Regions from separate parts of the Zea mays genome. Here region 2 is linked to region 1. Evidence: chromatin contacts called from public Hi-C data. All regions are on one chromosome and are shown on one strand. The core of a region is the stretch at or near the end of the contact, and the rest is flanking DNA. Distances in the headings are between cores, read along the strand shown. Region 1 holds the start of LOC100216818. Region 2 has its middle 56 kb from the start of LOC100276663.

The links. A called contact is a pair of places that touch in the nucleus more often than the background predicts.
Region 2: a contact with region 1 is called in a Hi-C map of ear, with 2.7 times the contacts expected there. The contact joins the enhancer-like site here to the promoter of LOC100216818 in region 1. A contact is called at or near these places in 16 of 25 Hi-C or Micro-C datasets (ear, endosperm, leaf and 4 more).

What each region holds. Positions count from the first base shown.
Region 1 is chr1:260,703,621-260,706,765 of Zm-B73-REFERENCE-NAM-5.0, reverse strand. LOC100216818 reads left to right here and starts at 1,657. Exons shown (of 6, transcript NM_001143214.1): 1 at 1,657-2,164; 2 at 2,504-2,580; 3 at 3,015-3,063. The coding sequence starts at 1,762.
Region 2 is chr1:260,781,349-260,784,650 of Zm-B73-REFERENCE-NAM-5.0, reverse strand. No RefSeq gene overlaps it. Among protein-coding and RNA genes, the nearest start is that of LOC100276663, 56 kb to the left of the region's middle. Within about 2 kb of position 1,575, at least 13 of the 20 cell types and tissues checked have an H3K27ac peak or open chromatin away from gene starts, as enhancers often do. A contact at or near this core is called in ear, seedling and tassel, where this site is marked.

The DNA.
Region 1 (3,145 bases), core at 408-2,907:
AAATAGTTTCCAAAGTTGCCCATGAGAGGCGAATATATCCCTTTATTTTGAAGGAATTGGAATTTATATATCAACCTAAAAGTAAGTTAATTTTCTACAACGCCAAAAATATGATGCCCTCTGAAAGTTTACTGTTTTTGCACGCCATGATCTCGTTTTGTAGATCAAATCATATTAAAAAATAACGTGGCGAATTTTTTTATAGATTTGATATTTGTTTACTAGATATTTTCAGTTAAAATTTTCTAATTCACAATCTCGATGCACGTGCAACAAAGCAGCTTAACACCTCATCTTGGTGCATGGCCATGCAGCCGGCCAAATTGGTGCTGGCGATTATCCCGCCCGTTGAATACTTGAATACCCAATTTCCATGTTTACTGTAGGGTAGCCAAATCTTGGTCTGAAACTAATTAATTAAACGGTAGCATGTCAAAATTTGTCTTGGCTATAGCTAGATAGCTAGAACCAGACATAACCTAAATCGGTTCAGCACACCCACCAATATTTTCTTGACTAGCTGAAGTTTCTACGATTTTAGTTTATTCGGTAAGAAGTAGATTTTGGGGTATTAGATGGGACTAAATCTCCTCCTATTAAAATTTGAATAAGAGGACATTTAATCCCCTCAATACTTCTCAATCCATATCAAACCGAGCATCTCTTCAACGAGTATTTAGTTTAAAGAAACAATCAATTTTAGATGAGGTGATGCATCATAAGTCTATTTCAAAATTTTGGTGGAATTAAACTTATTGCTCATATTATTGCTAATTATTGGCATGTGAGAAATGAAATGACCATGGATCAACTCATTCTATTGTACAAACCAAACAAGAAAGTGAAGGGCGTGAGAAAATAACGGACTAACTCATTTCTAAAACCAAACATGCTATAATTATTTCCATACCCAAACTTCTCTCTCTTCCTGTGGTTTTATATATGCAATTAATATGAATATTTTGGGTAAACCAGTGCGTGCGCCCACACAGCTGGCACATTACACTCCTAGCTAGCTTGCTCTCCTAGTTATAATACAGAGCACATTCAGTTCTCACTTTTGATATATTCCTAGTACAGTTTTACCTTTTGTAACACGATCGATACGCATGTCCAAAGAAATACCGTACGTGTCCTCCTGCCACTTGACTAAATGCATAGTGAGGAAAGAATATGCTGGAGCCAGTAGTACATACAATATAAACGACACATTCACTAGCTCAGAGAGAGAGAGAGAGAGAGAGAGAGAGAGAGAGAGAGAGAGAGGTGCACATACCATGTCAAATCAGTTTCTCAGTCCATGCATCCCATCCATCGGTTTGGACCATGTCTCTGTGCTATTTACGCTGTACCCTCAAAACGGCACGTACGTACACAAGAAGAAGAATAAAATAAATAAACATATATTATATTGGTGCCTGCTCCACCTCACCTAGCTCTCCACGCATTTCATCTCTCTCTCCCTCTCTCTCGTTAGCATAATACTCTCCACACCTAGCTGATGGGGGCCGGCTATCCCCCTCCATAATTGTACCAGCAAGTATAGTATTACCAAATTAAACTTTGCTCCTCATCACCCACACGCACAACAGACGCCGCAACACCCCGCCCTATATACAATAAGAACCATATGCCATACGCCACTCATGACCTAATCACCAAGATCCATTCCCTCCCCCTCGAGCAAGAACAGGCGGCAAGGGCTCCATCTGCTGCCAATTCACAAGTGCAGCAGGCCAGCAGCAGAAGCTTGTTGTTGCAATGGCTACTACTACTGCCGCAGCCCCCGACCTCTCGCTGCATATCAGCCCTCCCTCGCCGCCCGATGATGCTAGGAGCAGTGACGTGCTCTTCTCCAAGCAGACGTTGTGCCTCGGACTCGTTCAGACGACGACGGCGGCGGCGCATGATCAGGATGGCCAATGCGACGACGTCCAGCAGCAGCAGCGGCAGCGACTGCACCAGCAGCCTAGCCAGATCCAGAGGTTCAAGAAAACCTCGTCATCGTCGGCGGCGTTGTTATCTGCCGGAGGAGGCACGACGAGATCTGGGAACGGCAACAGCGGGGGCGGGAAGAGGAGCTCCAGAGCGCCGAGGATGAGGTGGACCACGGCTCTTCATGCACACTTCGTCCATGCCGTAGAGCTCCTTGGCGGCCATGAGAGTACGCTCGTCGACGCGACGTCCTTGCTTGTTGCTTGCCTTCCATATATACATTCTCACCAATGTTCTGTTCAATTGTTAGTCAATCGATTAATTGTGTGCTTCAGTTCGTTGGTCCTACGCTTTTGCCGTTAATATATATAACGACATGATGATCCGGTCTCTCTTGTGCATAGCTCATAGTGGGGAAATATTGTTACCTTGCATTGCTTTTGTTTGTTTTTCTTGCTTTCCACTTAATTAAATTGTAGCGTTTGCACACACTTCACTGAACTGCCAGTCTCGAGGTTTCAGTTTCATTTTTGTTACAAATTCAGAATTATTGTACCTTTCTTTCTAGGAGCAACGCCAAAGTCAGTGCTGGAGCTGATGAACGTTAAGGATCTCACATTGGCTCATGTTAAGAGCCACTTGCAGGCAAGTTACAAGAACCTCAATATACAATCTCTCTCTCTCTCTCTCTCTCTCTCTCTCTCTCTCTCTCTCTCTCTCTTCTCTCTCTCTCTTTCTCGATCTCCAGTAGATTTTGGTACTCAATAGTATTTCCCATGTCGCGAGACTCAAGAACCAAACAAAAAGATATCACAGTTTGACGATCTCTTGAGCAGCCCCCATTCACCTTTCCCTTCTTGGCATTGCTTGTAGTTGTCGCCAAATACTTGTCTCTTCCATCCGAATCATCATTTAACCAGTACTATATATATATATATATATATCAACCACAACGAACTAATGTTTCCTTTCCTTAGCGCGTTGCAAGAGTAAACCAATTAATTAAATGGCAGCACACAAGGATCAGTCTAATCTTTTGCATGGCGTCCTTTTCTTATTTGCTTTACTTGTTGATGCAGATGTATCGAACAGTGAAGGGAACGACGGCAGACAGATCATGTGCTGCAGGTAAAACATTTCTTTTCCTGAGTTGATATTCCTCAGGAGGGTCATATCACATAATGCTAGCTGAATTATTGGCATGGGGCGT
Region 2 (3,302 bases), core at 326-2,825, 78 kb before region 1:
ACGCGCGTGCGTGCTTTGTGTTTCCTGGATCCATGCATGCATGTCCATGCACGATCGATCGATTGGGTGTGGCGGGTCCGGGAAGCAGTTCCTGTGTGCCGCATGCCTTGGACTTCCACGAGCTCATCTCTGAATGACGATATGCATGCATGTCATCTTATAATTTATATTTGTTAGAGTGGATTTAATTTAAAGTAAAATGACTTGTTTTTTTTACCATGATATACTATAATATATGGATTTATAAGTGGCTCCAGGCCAAAAAACCTTTAATTTAAATTTCACCATGTACTTATATCATATTACGGTTAAGCAAGCACCACTTTAAACTTTGCAACAGCCACCTAAACAAATGCACCCAAAACAATCTCACTTTTGAAACCAAGGGACGAAATCAGTCTAAATCTCTTCTTTCTCTTACTCAAATTCAACGGTCTAGCTTATATAATTGGATCAACCCCTCATCAATCATGCTTTCAGCCACAATCCACTCATACGATCGAGGGTGCCGAGCTCGCAGTTGGCAACGTCGTACGGGTTGGAGGTGGCACGGGCGACGCACGACATATATTGACCATCGGGTAGAGCGCGATGGAGTGCATCATAGTGGACTTGAGGCTCTTCCCACTAGTAGAAAAATCCTCAAAGCTGACGGTACGTTCAAATTTTCACTGGCGGTTTCGGTTATCAAACGTCAGTGAAAAAAATCCTCCCGTTCTAAATTATATATAAGTTCACGGTTTTGCATTTACTCAGAGTCAAACTTCTCTGACTCTAACTAAGGTTATATATGACAATTTAATAATCTATTGGTATGGTGTGCGTAAGATGCACACACGTATATATGTGACACTATACTACTCTTGGCATAAGAAATCTTAAAAAGGAGTTAAATACATGAGCAACTTCTAAAGCTGTTAAAATGTGTCGATTTCACTCGTGAACTTTGAAAACACATTTCTAGGCTCTTAAACTTGTTAGGCTACGCACCACATTGATCGGTTCGGCCTAGAAATAACCGTGCATGTGATGCACTGTTTTACAAGTACAGGAATGTGTAGTGCAACATAAAACAAATTTGGGGACCAAAAAACACATCTACGAAGTTTATAGACCTACTGGGACCAATAATGTAGACGTCGCTCGGACATTTAACTTTCTCTAAAAATAACATTTTTTTATACTAGACATGTGCATGCACGGAGGATATTATGATGATGTGCATATATGCATATATAGTCAATCAACTAGCAGGCCTGCAACAGATACGAACGCATTGGAGCTTATTGGGACCAATAAATACATCGTTGTCTCATCTATTTGTCCACGCAGCAGTCAATCAAGCAATGCATACTACTACACACAACATGCAATGCAACGCTGCTGTGTTTTTTTTACTGTACGAAGAGCATGGATACACGTACGTACGTGTGCATGCTGGTCCCTGGATGCATGCATGTTAGTTTGGGCCGGGCCAGGGGGAAAGGTGCATTTTGTTCCTTGATCCCTGTAACGAGAATAATCATGCATGTTCCCGCGCCTTCTTCAATTCCTTTGGTCGCTAGCATATGCATGCATGCATGCATGCGGGTCCTACCGTGTCTCTGCACGAGCAGAGGGAGGAGCCACTGCCAGTAGTGGCAGTAGAACACACACCGCGTTTTGGCATGCCAGCAGGCGGGGGAAGAGAAAAAAAGCTACTAATAATAAGCGAGGACGGGACGGAGGAACTAGACAACCTGTCTGGAAGACCGATGCAGCTATTTTTGTGCTGCTGGTCCTGCATGCGTCTGCTTGCTGCTAGCTGTGGTGGACCATCCATGCGTGTGCCAGAGAACAGAAAAAAAGCGTTCAAACAAGACATCATGATGCGTACCACTAGTATATAGGGGCATAATGTTGGTTTTATTGCTGCTCCCAGTGCTTTGTCGCTCTTCCGTAACTTGCCTTTTGTACCATATTTCAGATTATACTCGATCTCGAATTAAGGCCCCGTCTGGGGTTCCCTGGCCCACGTTTAGTTCTTTTTAGCATTTATTGAGCAGCTTATGAAATAATAGGTGCTACATTTTATCATATCACCATTAGCTCTTTCGTTTAGATCACCAAATGACTAAAAGTAACTAAAAAAAGCTGCTAAAATTTATTTCTTGAGATTGAAACAGTGCCTAAATCTGTTTGACTAAAACTCTGTAACGTTGTGATTTATATGCTAAATATTTTTTTATACAAATTAAATAACGATGGTTCGATCTCCTAAAAGCGTCCGGATCTACTATGGAGCATTATATTATAATAAAAAAGTGGTAGATCCAGTGGCGGAGGCCACTGAATGCACTGAAACAGTTTTTACCATTGCATCGTCGGACCTGTCCATCTACTGAGCATCATAATACAAATTAAGGCATAATATGATATGTGTATAGCATTGTAATGCAGCATAGATATATACATAAAAAGAGCATGGTATATGGTTGCTTAACATGTGGCACACGCGCCATGCATGCATGGAACCATCACCTGCACATATAAGCTTAGATATCATACCAATCATAACATTAAACAAAAGCGAATAAAACAAATTCAATGCTAACCTCAAGGTATTGTTCCTCTGTTAGGTATATCTTTGAAAACCCTTGCTTTTTGGTCAAGGGACCTTCTTCGTCTAGATGCACTTGAAAATAAAGGTTTGTTGCCTGAATCCTTGTATAGTACAGTGCTACTACACTAGCTTCTATGCATTTCTTTGGAACACACGCTTAGTGTGCCCATATAATCTATGCCTTCAGTCAACTAAAAATATAAGCTACAGGATAAATATCATGTACTCAGAAGTCGTCATAGAATAAGAACATTTAGAAAAACAACAAATAGAACGAGAATATTTACCCGAAGAAATGATGAACCAGTCCCTGGCCTTCAACCTATATTCATCCCAATTACCGACGAGGACCTCATCCATGCCAGGATCGTCGGACACCTCGACAAAGGGCACCCAAGGCAAGCTTAACCTGCATATGGTGTCCCTCGTTAGTAAAAGAAGGTCCTCGCAATGCCTGCATAACACAAAAAAAATCAAAAGGTTGCACACAAACACATATTTTATGTTAAAATATCAGACAAGTCAAAATATTGGACTCAACGATCTCCAAGAGGCCAAATTAATGTCCTATCGGCCTCTCAATCTTTCGCGAGAAGCAGATTCACTATGTGGCTCTTCATAGGGCGACGTCAGCATGCCATAGTAGAGCCTCTGGAAGCCCCATCCTAAACCTCATCCGTCTACTCGGCTCCCGGTGGTG